Regions from separate parts of the Bombyx mori genome. Here regions 2 and 3 are each linked to region 1. Evidence: chromatin contacts called from public Hi-C data. All regions are on one chromosome and are shown on one strand. Each heading gives the region's core, a stretch centred on a gene start, on an enhancer-like site or on the middle of the called end of the contact. The rest is flanking DNA. Distances are from core to core; before and after follow the strand shown. Region 1 holds the start of LOC101744016 (ski oncogene). Region 2 overlaps LOC101744016 (ski oncogene). Region 3 overlaps LOC101744016 (ski oncogene).

What was found. A called contact is a pair of places that touch in the nucleus more often than the background predicts.
Region 2: a Hi-C map of whole pupa shows a contact between it and region 1, with 2.3 times the contacts expected there. The contact joins the enhancer-like site here to the promoter of LOC101744016 in region 1. A contact is called at or near these places in 3 of 7 Hi-C or Micro-C datasets (midgut and whole pupa).
Region 3: a Hi-C map of middle silk gland shows a contact between it and region 1, with 3 times the contacts expected there. The contact joins the enhancer-like site here to the promoter of LOC101744016 in region 1. A contact is called at or near these places in 2 of 7 Hi-C or Micro-C datasets (middle silk gland and whole pupa).

The regions. Positions count from the first base shown.
Region 1 is chr3:12,688,865-12,694,011 of ASM3026992v2, forward strand. LOC101744016 (ski oncogene) reads left to right here and starts at 2,078. Exons shown (of 2, transcript XM_038020017.2): 1 at 2,078-3,500. The coding sequence starts at 2,697.
Region 2 is chr3:12,739,142-12,744,288 of ASM3026992v2, forward strand. The region is part of intron 1 of LOC101744016 (ski oncogene); the gene reads left to right. Among protein-coding and RNA genes, the nearest start is that of LOC134201827, 22 kb to the right of the region's middle. Within about 2 kb of position 2,425, at least 7 of the 8 cell types and tissues checked have open chromatin away from gene starts, as enhancers often do.
Region 3 is chr3:12,721,509-12,726,655 of ASM3026992v2, forward strand. All of the region lies in intron 1 of LOC101744016 (ski oncogene), which reads left to right. Among protein-coding and RNA genes, the nearest start is that of LOC134201823, 23 kb to the left of the region's middle. Within about 2 kb of position 3,048, at least 8 of the 8 cell types and tissues checked have open chromatin away from gene starts, as enhancers often do.

The DNA of each region.
Region 1 (5,147 bases), core at 828-3,327:
TCCCGGTTTGAGAAGCTGAAATAACTGTTCGGATAGCTACAATATTCTTTATTTTAAAGCAGATTTATAAAGAATGAGAATATTACTAATAATCTGAATTTTAAATGATAAAACTTCGTTTATTAGTACTTAGTACAGAGTAAAAATAATTTTTTTGAACTGAATTTGTTAGAGATTTAGCTGCATTTGTTATAACATGAAAACACTAAAGCGTGTCCAACTAACTAAACAAGATAGCGCCATTGTTAATCCATTTTACGACATTAAGGCATTTAGCTGCCCTTGATTTTAAAGGCCTCATATGTTGATACTACTTGGATTAATGTTTAAAACTATTTACACTTATGTACGAGTATAAAAGTATGTATGTATTTTTGTGTATATCTTTGTGCGTTTAATTTTTACTTTAATGCACCTACGGGTATTTACTCTGCACTACCTTTAGGTACCTGGTAAAGAATGCTTTAAATTGCCTAAAGTTTAGGCAACCAGCCTTTTTTTTCCTTCCCTAAGCTAAAGATAGCCTTGAGAGGCTATGTCAGCATAAGCTAACAAGTAGGTGAGCTCACGGGGCTCAAACCTGACGACATTGCTAACACTAACCCTAGCAAGAGCAGTGTTTCGCAGAATCAACCACCTGATCGGAAACGCGACCCACTGAGGAGATCGGTCAAGAAAGTCAGTTGGCTGTGTCTGTGGGTTAATTTACTCGTCGAACCCTTCGTTGCTAGCGACAGGTTCGTCTTGTTTCATACTTTTTTACCTTTAAAGTCGGCACGCATTACTGCTACCCCGCAGAAATAGGAGAGCTCTGCGCGGGTATGATACCTACCACCCGTACGGTCACACAAAACTAAGCAATAAGTGCGTAAGCATTTTCAAATTGCCTAGCTCATCTAACGTGGCAAAACAAAAACGAGAGTGCAACTACAAACAAACATTGCGTCCATGGTTGGCGACGGCTGGCGACTAGTTGTTTTGAACACGAAACTATGTGTGATGTCAGACTAAAATACACTTTACGACTCTGGGCTTAGAACGTTAAATTCTAGCGTACTGGTAATAGAAATAGCAAAACTCGATTGAATTTTAAAGCATTATCGAGCTTACGCCATTGCAATAAAGGTGAATTTATTTTTGTTGGTTGAATTTAGCGATAAATTTTCACAGCGCGGCAAGCGAACGGTCTCTGTAGACGCAGCTGCCCCCTCCCCGCATGGCGCCGCGTCCCTTCCCCGCGCGCCTTGTAAGCCCCGCGCGTGTCTCGACGACACAGAATTGAATATGTTTATTTAGACGCAATAATGCCTATTGTTTATTGTTTCTTGGAGACAGTCGACAAAACTTTTTTTTTTTTTGCAGACGAGCATACGGCCCACCTGATGGTGAGTGATTACCGTCGCTCATGGACTTCAGCAATGCCAGGAGCAGAGCCAAGCCGCTGCCTACCGCTTAATACTAATACTAAATAGTAAAAACGAGATGCCGATATCATCTTGAACAATTCCTCAGAGCACTCCCCATGGAACTTACGGTACAAAATACAGAGGAACCGAAGTCCCTCCGCAGACCCAGAGGTTCCAAACGATCAAATTACGATACTCAAATTATTTAGACCTAAAATTTCCAGAGAGTTACCGTTATTTGACACACACAGAGAACAATCACAGTGATGGAAGCGTTCTCTAGGACTCGCGCTAATTTTGGCCTAGTTGAATATCCCGTTAATACAGGTCAGTGCAGGCTTCAAGTACCCCATAGATTGATAGGATTCACTTCGGGATGTCTGCTATGCTAATGCACAAAAATGATCTATCTCCCCTTCAACAAAAGAATTTATAATTTTATACTAGATAGTGTGTATACTAAATTGAATGCACATATAAATCCATAGCAAAGCATGTAAGAAACGAATAGAACAGCTTGGAATGTGAGTGGTATAGTGTTTCTAAAGGTCTCAGAATTTAATTAGACAGAGAATTTCAGTTTGTCCTTTGATCCACGTACTATCGAACTTAATTATTATACTCATCACTAAATATTGTAATTAGTAGGTGTTAATAGATACATCATTGAACTACTACTCAATCATACGATCTTGCAGCTTTACTTTTGTAATACATTTTGACAAAGGTTAAAAAATTAACGCACATTGTCCTGTCTACATATACAAATCTTTGAATCGGGCGGTCCACGGCTTGCGCCGCCATTCTGGATATTTTGACGGGAAGGTCGATCACGTGACTCGTCGCGGCGAGGGGCGGCGTGCTTTGCGGAGTGCGGGGCGCTGGCTAGACTCTCCAGTAGTCGAGCCATCCGTCTGCTGCTTCGACTGCAGCCGGTCGCGGGGATCCACGCCCCGCCCGCGCGCGCCTTAACTCATAGCGATTACATTCTTTTTCACTCAAAAGTTGAAAAGTGAGAGAGAGATCCAAAAGTTGACTAGAGGGCAGCTCTCGAGATCAGCAGAAGAGTGCGACGGTTTTGCTACGTAACGAGGTCGTATGCGTATTTTTCGCAGAGGCGGCGCGCGGCGACGGGGCGGCGAGGAGGCGCGCGGGCCGCTCGCGCCCGGCCCGGCCGTCGCGACGGCACGCTCGGCAGACATGGTTCGATCGCGAGTGGAGTGCGTCGCGCGTGCCGGCGCGTAGCCTCATGCGTCTGCCGAGCCCCAGCAACGGTGGCGCGGAACTATCATGGACGTGGTGACGCCGCACATCACCTCCGTACTGAAGACATACCAGGCCAGCGCGCCGCGCAGCCTGCAGGGTCCGGGCGGCCGAGCCCCGCGCGGCCCCGATCCGCCGCCGCCTCCGCCACCGCCCGCCGCGCCGCCCATCCTTCTGGCCGCTGACGCCGAACTGGGTGAGCGCGGCGAGACTCGCCTCGAAGGAGAACCCATCTCCTGCTTCAGCGTCGGCGGCGAACGGCGGCTGTGCTTGCCGCAGATCCTAACTTCTGTGCTTACGGATTTCACATTAGAGCAAATAAATCGCGTGTGTGACGAATTACAAATATACTGTTCGCGCTGCACCCCGGAGCAGCTGCACGAACTGAAGTCGACAGGAGTGTTACCGAGGTCGGCGCCCTCGTGCGGACTCATCACGCAGACGGACGCAGAGCGGCTGTGCGCGGCGCTGCTGCATGCCCCGGCTGCCTCGCGTCCCCACAAGCTACCCGGCTTCCGTGTATATCACGAGTGTTTTGGAGGAGCACGGGGTGTGTGTTCACCCGAGGCGGGTCTGGTGCAGTGCTCAGAGTGCCGAGCGCTGTATGTGCCGCGCCGGTTCGTGTGCCATTCCCACGAGACGGAGAACCGCACCTGCCATTGGGGCTTTGACTCGTCCCACTGGCGTCGGTTTTTACTGGTCGCGGACGAGGAACAGGATCAGGAGAAGTGCATCGCGCTCCTGGACGATCTCGCCGCCAGAGACGAGGCTGCCGCGCTCGCTCCGCTGCCTTTGAAGCATCATCATCAGCTGCCCTTGAAAAGAAAACAGGTTAGTAATTTCACATCCTTTTTAAATCAATTTATTTATAAATAATTAATCAGCAGAAAAGTGAAATATCAATAATTTACGATCATTCAAGTTATGAATGACCCACAGTATCATTATAATTATCGTTCAAACTGTGTAGTCTAAAATGCCTAAATGATAGTAGTACACTTCAAAGAACATTGGTACAAACCAATTAGAAACATTAATGTAGTTTTCGTTGATCTTATTAGATTCCATTAAGAAATATTTCAACTGTCTTTCATATTGAATGTAGAGAATCAAGTAGAGTCATGACCGTTTGGCCATGTGATGATGAGTTAGTACCTTCCAGAACATTCGGAGACTAAATAAAGGTAGAGTAAACTAAAAAAGTGTAGCATTGAAGGTTACGGAGAGTACTTAGTGGTAGGCATTGCTGTTGTCCAAGAGCGACAGTAACCACTCACCTACAGCTCGTCCGCCTACAAGGGCAATAAAAAAAAAAGTATATTTCACGTAATGAGTGACATTGGCCTTCCGTGACTATTGTTATCGTTTGCGATCCACAACAATAATCGCGTGCCGTTAAACATTTAAACAGACACACTGAAACAGAAAATATTATGTGAGAACATGTATCTGAGTACATTGGAAAATTATTCCTTAATATCGAATCGAACTTGGACGTGTGGCGGTAGCCATCACAAGATATATAACGCAAGATATTTGAGAGATGTCTGAATCTCGCTTACGACATTTTCAAGTTGAGATCGCATATATACAAATTCCGAACAACAACATTCGGACCGTCGGTCTACCGAGCAATAACACCCGCTCGGTGGAAGATCTTCCTTTCGTCGTTTAGCCCTCCAAAGACGTAAAAATCGCCAATTCGGATATAGCAAGTTACCTTATTATTGTAACACTAACAAAATAAAAGATTTTTTCCCCTGGATTTTCGCTGGTAGCCTAAGGGGTTATTCCAGTACGCGCCAACGGGTAGTTGAGCTATGAGCTCAACCTGAGAGAAATTTGCTATCTACTAGCCTTAGCAAGGGCAGTGCTTCGCAGAATCTACCGCCGGATCGGAATCGCGACCCATTGTGAAGATCCGGCGAGAAATTCATTGGGCTGCGAACTATCAATCACTTTTAATCTTCTCATATTCATTTCAATCTTATATTCTTAAAAGAAGGTTTTTTATAGTGTCTATCTGTACTTTAATAAACAATTTATAATACTATACAAGGATGAGTAATCGAGAGAAACTGACATCTACAGTTCAACGGGAAAATCATTCATTCATCTGAAATTCATAGAGACCTTAACAAAGGGATACGACTCTCACCAAACTCGACGCTTGTAACTTGTAAGGCACAATACGGTCTGATCCATAAAATATTACCCATTGAATGGATTCAATGAACAAATAGGTGAAAGCTAGTGTTCACGTTTAGGTCATTAATCTTTCAATTGATGGTACTTCAAGTTAAACGTCCAATGTGTCTAGAAAGTTCAGTTCGTCTGAACTGGCACCTTCAAATAAAATGGATAAAACAACTTAAAAACTGGTGTCCCTTGCTGTTAAAACATTGCTCAGACTATTAGAGTGTTAAATAGAAGAACGTAATATATTTTGATGGTCCGATTATATATTTTTTTATTTAA
Region 2 (5,147 bases), core at 1,175-3,674, 51 kb after region 1:
AATTGTTACAAAAATCATCACATTTATAGTTCTCAATTTTTTTTTATATGTCCAAACATGATATTGTAATCAACGAGTAGCCATTAGTTGTATGTAAATCGATTCTTTGGCCTATGTTCGGATAAAATTTCACGTGTGTCAATAACGTCAACGTCAAACTGTCATCGCGGAACCGATATTCGATAATTAAATTTATCGATCATTAATTCATGCTCTGTGACTAAAATTACATGATTTGGTAGTCATATACAATTACATGGCAAGCTTTGCGCTACCAGAGAATTCATCTAGAGTAGTAATTTAGTTCAAGCTGTTATTTCAGCAATGGATTTAAAGAAAATAATCTTAGTGGAGCTATTCTTTCTTGTACAGTGCTTCCCAAATTTTTTAGGCCTACGTTTCTGAAATCCCAATTATCGTTATTGTTAAAGCGCAAAAATATATATCATTTCTTTTTTTATACATATAAGAGCATTGTATAACAAAATTTGGTTAACATAAATATAATAACAATATAATATATCCAGTGATAATATATTTAGAAATATTCAAAATAAATGCTAATCAGTGCATATACCAGATATTGGTTTGACAACGACTGTTATTTATATGTCATCGGTCTTTTCTAGTCCTTGTGTATAAGTATCAGTGGTGGTTTAGTTAAAAAATTAGATTTATATAAAGAAATTAATAATCATTCTGTGAAAAAATCTACTTTAGCTGCAATACCTATATAAATTATTCGTGAAAAAGTATCCGAATATTAATCACATAAGTATACAATGAAGTACGCTACAGAGTCCACAACGTTTACCTTTAAAAACAGTAATTTAGGTTATATTATTATTATTATAAATTGTTCGAAACAGGTTGTCTTTAAAAATTATGATAATCCATCGCGTTATCATTACGTCCTCATTACGTTATCATTACACATCCTCTCGTTAGGGTAGTTATTTCTAGTAGTACATGAATACCATATCAACTAATCCGGTCATCGGTCTCGTCGAACCCGTCGCTTGCGACGAACGGCTCGGCGAGTAAATTAACCCTCAGACACAGCCCACTGAGTTTCTCGCCGGATTTTCTCAGTGGGTCGCGTTTCCGATCCGGTGGTAGATTCTGCGAAGCACGGCTCTTGCTAGGGTTCGTGTTAGCAACATCGTCAGGTTTGAGCCCCGTGAGCTCACCTACTAGTTAAGGTTACACTGATATAGTCTCTCTAGAGACTCTAGACCATCAGCTTAGGTAGGAATTAAAAAAAAGCAACTACATATTTTGACAGGACGCCAAAACGATGAAACCACCCTTGTGATTTTTCGCAGCACTCATTATTCGGGTCATGGAATCACTAATCGATAAGTAGGTCCAATTAAATACGTATGTATCTTTTGAAGTGTGTTATTTGTTATCGGCTTAAAAAATATTTAAAACAACCTTCTATTTACGTTGTAACAGTAGCTTTGTTTTTAAATTCGTACATTGTTATGATACGGATAAGGACGAGGCCAAACACAAGGTATTTATTTCTAAGTCGCTTTTAATAATTTCCTAAATCAAAGGATCAATTGATTAATATAATACAAAATTGTGAAATTTACTAATGATATTGAAGTCGTTGATGGGGTTTCTACAGATATTACTTAGAAATAAACAAATTTTATACGTATTGTGTTAGATTAGTAAGGTTATTGCAAAAAAAGAAAAATAAAATAAAAATCAACTGCATATCTAGCAAAGTATTAAATTAGTTAAGTGACATCACTCTTGTTAATAAATGTTAAAATATTTAGTAAGAAATAAAAGGCTTTCTATTTTAATTTTTTTTGCCTACCTAATCGTTGGGATTCTAAGGGCTATTCCAACTTCACGCGGAGTGGTAGGTGAGCTCACGGGCTCAACCTGAGAGGATTGCTAACACTAGCCCTAGCAAGAACAGTGCTTCGCTGAATCTACTACCGGATCGGAATCGCGACCCACTGAGAAGATCCGGCGAGAAACTCATTGGGTTATGTCTATAGGCTAGTTCGCACGTCGGAGTCGACGAGTGCGACCAAGAAAATTCTATTCTATTCTATTAAAGTCGTTCAAGAAGCCGTTCGAAAAGGATCAACAACGCCACAAGCATGTACTTTGCAAAAGCGTTCACAGTATTCAAAAACAATTTAATTTTTGAAACATCCGTTAATTTATAGGTGGCCGCTGTGCACGCATGAAGTCATAAAAATGAATTAAATCCGAAACGGACGCACGACGACCTCGACTTCACTCGTAAACACCTAAAAAAAAAGTGTAAATCGAAAACAATAAAAGCGGTCTGCCACGCCGTTCTCGATCTTGAGTCTGGCGACGACGTGAGGTCGCGACGGTGTGCGGTCCGCCGCCGCGCACCGTCGCGTCGTCCGGTAAATAAACTCGGCGTCTCGCCCGGTTGATTCGTGGTCGTGGGCGGTCATTAATATGTGCGCGCGGTCACAGGGTCGCCGCACTGGCTTCAGGAGCGCACCGGCTCGGCTCAAAATGGCGATCGAGACACGTACCCGCCGCGGATTTTATGCGTCTTCCATAGTTTCGAGTAATTTATATTCGATACGGTCGGTGGGATCCGATAGCGTTCCTATTGAAGTGTACGATGGAAGGCGCGACCGAGCCGTGTCCGGGTGCCCGTTGAGCATACTGATGCAGGTATAGGCAGTACCGCAGTTGCCATACGTGTGTGTGTACCTCTGACTGATTCTGTTTATTTCGAACTATCTGTCACGCATCGCACGGAAATAAACAAAGCCGCCAGCCGTATGAGTATTCTGTAGAGCTACTGCCTCTAACCAGGAAGTACATACCCACACCTGTTTAATAGGCACTCTATTTTTTATTACTTATTCTCCATTAACTCGGCATCCTTATAAAATTTTACTGTCAGTATTCTGTCTGATTTTAATGATCTCATTAACATAGAAATACCTAATTAGCATTGTCTTAAGACAAAATTATACTGTGTACAAGGAAGCTGACTTTAAATAATATTCTAAAAAAAACCCCTAGAATTGGGTTTTACCTCATACTTTATTTTTACGAAGCAAGATTTTCGCGAACCCGAGATGCTAATGGCAAATTATTTCAAATTCAGCGTAAGATATATTATTATGCTAAATGTTTACTGATTTTTTCCCCTATCTATTCAATGGTAGCCTAAGGACATATTCCAGCTACGCCCGGACGTGTAGGTGAGCTCACAGGTTCGATCTGAGAGAATTTGCTAACACTAGACCCTAGAGATCTCACTGAGAATATTTGGTCAGAAACTCAACATGTTGCGTCTATGGGTTAGTTCGCTCGTCGAACTCTGCGTTGTAATTTCGTTGTAACTAATTGTCGATTACAACGAAGAGTGCGACGAGGATGATGACCGGTGGTTAAGAGGCCTAAAAACACCGAGAGTGGATCCGGGGGATCCGACAAGACATGATTCGGGCGACGGCGGCTTTGAGTTGCCCCGTCGCCTGGTTTGGTTGTTGATAAATAAATAAAATAAAAATAAAAAAGCCTTTTATTTCGTACAAGTGACATAAGAAGGTGACATAAAAACAAAAATTAACGCAATTCTTAACTAATAAATAATGTATCTGTTGAATAGTATTAGGTATTATTTCACACTTGCAAGAACCCCTCCTCGGGTAAAGGCCTCCTCCAAGGATAGCCAATCTTCTCTGGATTGCGTAGTTTGTAGTTGCTACTTTTTTTATATCTTCTTCCCATCTAGTATATGGTATTACCCTCTTTCTTTTTCCTAGTGGTCCCATCCATATTGTTACCTTTTTTGGTCCATCTCTGGTCCTGAAGGCGTGCAACATGTCCAGCCCATTGCCATTTCAAAGTTAAGTCTTGAACTAGTTGGTTATTGATAAAGAGATAAAACATTTTACGTTTCGTAAACTCCCAATGCAAGGTCAGATGGCGGATGTGAGCTCAACCCGAGACCATTCACACCCGCGATTGAGGGCTAATTGTGTTTGGACTATGTCGTCTTCCTTGTGGTCTAAAAGGTTACTCGCCCTTGTATTCGTATCGAGCGATGCAACTGTGTTCAAACCCTAAAGCAGATGCCAATTTTTCTAATGTACTTAACACACGTCCACGAATGACTTTCACGATGAAGCAATAGCAGCGTGTAATAAAAATCAAACCTGCCCAAATTGTACATGCGAAATTTCTCCATTGATATAGATATTAAGTTTTATTTTTTATTTTTTATTTTTTATTGCTTAGATGGGTGGACGAGCTCACAGCCCACCTGGTGTTAAATGATTACTGAAGCCCATAGACAAGGTAAATGCCGCTATTCACCTTGAGATATGAATTCTAAGGTCTCAGTGCCGCTTCACGGCAGATAGGCGGGGTGGTAAGTATCAAAGTGGGGGGCGATATGTATCTTACGATGTCTATGAGCTCCGGTAATTGCTTAACACATAATAGAAGACGTAAGGTCTTTCCACTGTCAGATCATTTGACCATTTCACTGCCATTTGCCGTTGTTAAGAACAGAACCACACTCGGAAAATTCAACAAAACGTGTCTCTCTGTGTCTCTTATAGCCGTCGCTGTTTATTTATCAAAAGTTTCTGATAACCGCGACCTATTTGTTCCATATCTAGACTACGTAAACCTTTGCGACGATAGCGCTTAACTTCGTTCAATAATACTGCGCGAATAGCGGCGGATTAATTGAAAATATTTAAAGATAAATCAATAACGGCCGTCTGGTGTAGTGGTAAGTGACATGGTCACTACACAAGGGGGTCGCGGGTTCGAATCCCGCCAAGGGAAGATATTTGTATGATAAATATAAATGTCTTTTCCAGGGTTATGGATGTATATTAAATATATGTATGTGTATAATAAAAATCTTACATTTATTTCCGCTATCTGGCACCTGTAACACAATTTCTTTACGAACTTATCACGGGACAAGTTAACGTGGGGAAAAAAAAAAAAAAAAAACAGACAAACGACGTTTATTGCCGAAACAAGTTTTTTTCTATAACTCATATGTAGATAAAGCTAGTCTGAATTATAAATCACTTGAAAGTTTGCAATTTTATGTTTGTATTGATCTTTACGTGAGTCGAAACGTATTTGACGGTAGACAA
Region 3 (5,147 bases), core at 1,798-4,297, 34 kb after region 1:
CCATTGAGAATATCAACCATATAGACATGTTTACAGCGAACGTTCACGACATATGTACGTCACGCCGAGCTTTCTACGAATCTTATTGACAGTCGTAAAGACTACTCCGAGTGGAGTTTTAACACAAAAAATGGTTCCGTATGTTTCATAATTATCTTCATTTATTAATTTTTTTGCCACGAAATAGTTAAATGGTGTGTGTCAGGAATTTATATCATATATTATGGAGTATGTTTGTTATTATTTATGGTTTATTTAATTAATGACCTCTAATGAGGTGGTAGGACCTCTTGTGAATACGCACTAGTAGGCGCCACCACTCTGCCTATTTCTGCCGTGAAATAGTGATGCGTTTCAGTTTTGAATGGTGGGGCAGCCGTTGCAACTATACTGAGACCTTAGAACTCATATCTCAAGGTGGGTGGCGGCATTTACGTTACGTCTATGGGCTCTAGTAACCACTTTACACCAGGTAGGCTGTGAGCTCGTCCACCCATCTAAGCAATAAAAAAAAAGATTCGCAAACAAGTTAGAGGTACCCCAAAAAACATGCTAAATACAAGTTTTAGCTTATTTACACCAGCACGTTAGTGAGCGTCTAAATGGTTTGTGACATGAATTTTCAGTCGATGGCACGTGCTTTCGTTAAAGGTGTTAAACATGTGTACAACTCATTTCAGTGCGAAACGATTTAAATGCGGTGATTGACACTTAGAATTTAAAGATGTAGGTACGGTATACGAAACATAAAATAAATCACAATAAAAATATTTTACTATTTTAGTCATCCGTGACCAAGGAAATGTGGAACTTAAAGTAAAGCGACCCGCAAAAGCGCTTAGTAAGCCAGCAAAATCTATGGCTCGAAAAAAAAAACAAAAAAACAAAGACAACAAATATATTTTTTTGATAGATTATTTAGCAAAGGGAAAGTCTTTTGATCCTGCGAAAACATTTTTACCAACGTACGTCAGTGGTGCGATCAAACTAGAATCGTTCCGGCTTACGCAGAAAACATATATGTAGATAAAATTATAGTTCAAGTATCTATACGTGAAGCAAAAACTTTGTATCCTTTTTTACGAAAATTGCGCGGACGGAGGAGTAAAAAATTATCCACACTTATAGAGAATATAGAGAAGAAGTGCACAATGCTATTATTTTTTTTAAATAATGCATAAAATGTACATTAAATCAATAAAGAAAACATTACACACACTACATATCATGTATTTGACGCACACACGCATGCATACATAATAGCATAAACTTTTGTTCTTGATGCTGTGGTCAAATTGAGAATAGATTAAATATTGTTTGTCTTTATTAATATTCTCTTATAGTGTTGCTTTGGCGAAATTATTGATTATAGAAGTATAAAATACAATCATAATAGTGTACAAACTTAAAATTCCAATTAATTATAGTCGAATTTCGACTACTGCGGGACCTCTAGTATTTGTTATATTCTACTGTCTATCGTGTCGAAACCATAACGTTGTGCAATCACTGTGAGGGCACCGGTTTGACAGTTGTCTAATAATAAAATTTGGCATGGTGACAAAACGAACGCCACTCACATGCGTAAATAAAAGTAAAAGAATATAATATCTATCAATAAAAATGTTAGGTATTTTTTCTTAGTAGGCAGCGCCTTGGCTCTCATTGCTGAAGTCGATGCGCGACGGTAACCACTTACCATCACAGGTAGGCCGTATGCTCGTCTGCCTAGTTGCCTACAAGGGCAATAAAAAAGATCATGATATTGATACCTCGGTCAAATTCTATTTATAACAGTTAAAGTTTAAAAATAAAATTGTATATGGAATTGGAAAATGTATATGTAATTATTCCAAATATTATTTAAAAGCCCCTAAATATAATTTAATTTCATGAATTTTCATTTGAGACTAATTTTCTAAACAACCAAGTAATTTGACTCTGAAATCTATATGAGATTCTTCTGACGACACATTAACTGCATAAAATCGATTTGTAATTACATGCATTGTTTATTTACCTACTCTCGTAGGAAGGCGTATAATAATATGACCTTACAAGCAAAGTAATCCCGCGTGCTGATTTGATTGTTAGAGACAGCCATTCTACAATATTGAGACATCGAACTCGATTCCAATAAAGATAATTGTAAATAGACATGCTTTAACAAAAACTTCAAATAGAAAAAAAAAGATATTCCAAAACAAATTAATATACACTAAAAACAATAATCATCGAAATCGGTTGACGTGATATTGATTTATTGAGTAATTCATCTATTTGTCGCACACGTATTTAATGCAAATTTAAGACTTATATGGTTTTCTCATGGATACCATTATCAGAACTGGACTAAATTGAAATGGGACCATACGGGAAGCGTCAGCTTTCTAATAAAAAATCATCAAAATCGATTCACCCGGTTAAAAGCTATGACAACAAACATAAAAAAAAACTGTCGAATTGAGAACTTCCTCCTTTTTTAAAGTCGGCTATAAAGAAATTTTTTTTTTTTTTTTTCATTAACTGCTAGATTAGGTGTGTCAGGAAACTTCCGCGATCTTTGCTGTTTCTGTACCACGCACCGGCGATTCAATAATAGCGCCGCTCTACTCTTCCGCGTGCTTCACATGCAATACGCACACGTTTATAATACGTTTTTTATTCGATCTGCATTCACTCGTCCAGTTTCCATGACTCCGAGCGGCTGCGTGACGTCACGTTTCCCGCCATGTCGTTGCGCGCGCCGTCTAGCGTCTGCGGCCGCGCACTCGCCCCCCCGCGCTTCCCTCCGTCTGACAGAGAACGGCTGACCGGTGACCTTGTCGTTCCATCTCTCTCTTACCCACGAAACTTAATAAGCACGAAAGAGACGCTATGTAACCGGTACAAGAACAAGTTGTTTGTGCAAGTAAAGTTTCTTCACTTATATTTATTTAAATGTTTTCAAATTCGCTTTGTAATGTAATAATGTGGTTTAGACGTCTGTTGTTACGGCAGGGGGGTAATGACCTTGAATTGTAGTTTAGCAACACGCTCAATCTAGGTCGTTGTTACGAAGACCGCGAGCCACGCAACCAACTGTCTGTTCAATTTGGGTACTATCCTACCTGGGTACTTATGGGCTGATGTTTGTACGTATTTCAACGAAATCTGATACTTCAAGTAAACGTAAGAAGTTCTTTTTTTTTTCTATAGTCAACGCTTTTCTCCTCGTAGCTCAGTCAGAGATAAAAATGTAAAACCTTAGGTTGTTTTTTTTTTAATAAGTAAACTTAACTTACGTAACGTGCGTAATCTCTCATTTATAAATGTACATACTCGGACGTTAATATCAATGTTATTAACAACACCCTGCCGTTGTATAAACGGTGAACAAATCTATTAAATAACAAAAACCAAGATTGGGTTTAAGAAAGCGACAGTAATTGTTGAGATTATAAGAATGTTGTATTAATTAACAAAAAAAATGTCATTTATTTTACCATATTGCGTTCGTGAGTGCTTTTAATGCTTCATTCATTATGACTATTTCAAGTTCGTTACTATGTAGTTTTTTTTTTTTATTGCCCTTGTAGGCAAACGGCCCACCTGATGGTGAGTGGTTACCGTCGCCCATGGACTTCAGCAATGCCAGGTGAAGAGCCAAGCCGCTGCCTAGAAAGAAGAACCGAAAGAATTTAACTTGATTTTTAGTAGAATTTAACTTGATTTTTTGAGAATGTATGCGAATTAGGTTCAAACATGTAAGAAGAAAACCCAGTTAAACTAAAGAACTTTTTTCTTATTTGGCTTTTTGCAAAAAGCTTTAACTTGTCTCGAAGCATAAAGTAGATAAGTGAGTTCGATGGCCGCGGGGGGCGCAGCGCCTTCCTGTCAGCTGTTAGGAGGCCAACGACCTTCAGGGGGAGCACGAGCACAGGGATCCACGCCCATTAAACTCGAACATAAAAACCAGATAAAATTTTTATTTTACAATAATTTTTTTTGCTACCCGATTGACCTGTCGCGATCTTTGTCTTATATTCGACTGATTTTATTTTTAATATCACTCGAATCTTTTGATTGTGTAATCTACATAATATGTTTTTTTTGTTTTTTTGAGTTTACTATAAATTCCGTGTTTGTTGTTTACATTCCTCTGAATATTTTTTAAACAGTGTAAAATAAAAATCGTCTTACTGACTACAGTTATTAAGACCATTATAATTATACTAGTTTTTTTTTTTTTAAGCAGTATTTTAAAAGATGACTTAGGACTTGCAGTCTATAAGAGACGTACTGGTCATTTCTCAACTGATAATTTAAAAGAGAATAGGGTGGTAAAGTCGAAACAACTACTGAAGCGGTACGCAAAGGGAGGTCATAGAAAATTTTTGTTTACGGATGAGAATTTTTTTACAATTGAGCAACATTTTAACAAACAAAATGACCGTATTTATGCTCAAAGCTCTAAGGAAGCTTCCCAATTAGTCAACAGATTGCAACGTGGGCACTATCCGACTTCAGTGATGGTTTGGTGGTGTATTAGCTATGAAGGAGTGACTGAGCCATACTTTTGTGAAAAAGATATCAAAACATCGGCACAAGTGTATCAAGATACCATTCTTGAGAAGGTAGTGAAGCCCCTTAACAACACCATGTTCAATAATCAAGAATGGTCCTTCCAGCAAGACTCGGCGCCAGGTCATAAAGCTCGGTCTACGCAGTCTTGGTTGGAAACGAACGTTTCGGACTTCATCAGAGCTGAAGACTGGCCGTCGTCTAGTCCCGATCTTAATCCGCTGGATTATGATTTATGGTTAGTTTTAGAGAGTGTACGGTTTGCTCTAAACGCCATGATAATTTGTAGTCCCTAAAAAAACTCGCTAAAAACTGGATGACTGTAATCTGGCAGGGCCAAACTCAGGTGGCTAGGTGTCGAAAACCGGAATGAGAAATGAATTAAGGTCCGTGAACAGACATACTGGACCAGCCTAACGCCCACCCTGGGCTGTACGATCTAAGATGATGATGTCTGGAATAGCGTTGTCTTTATCGAACGAGTAAAAGGCCTGCGTTTTATTTACCAACGATAATCTACACAACAATATGACGTCATCGACCGGAGGAAGCGAAACCTTAGACGTAGTACATGAATCACTACA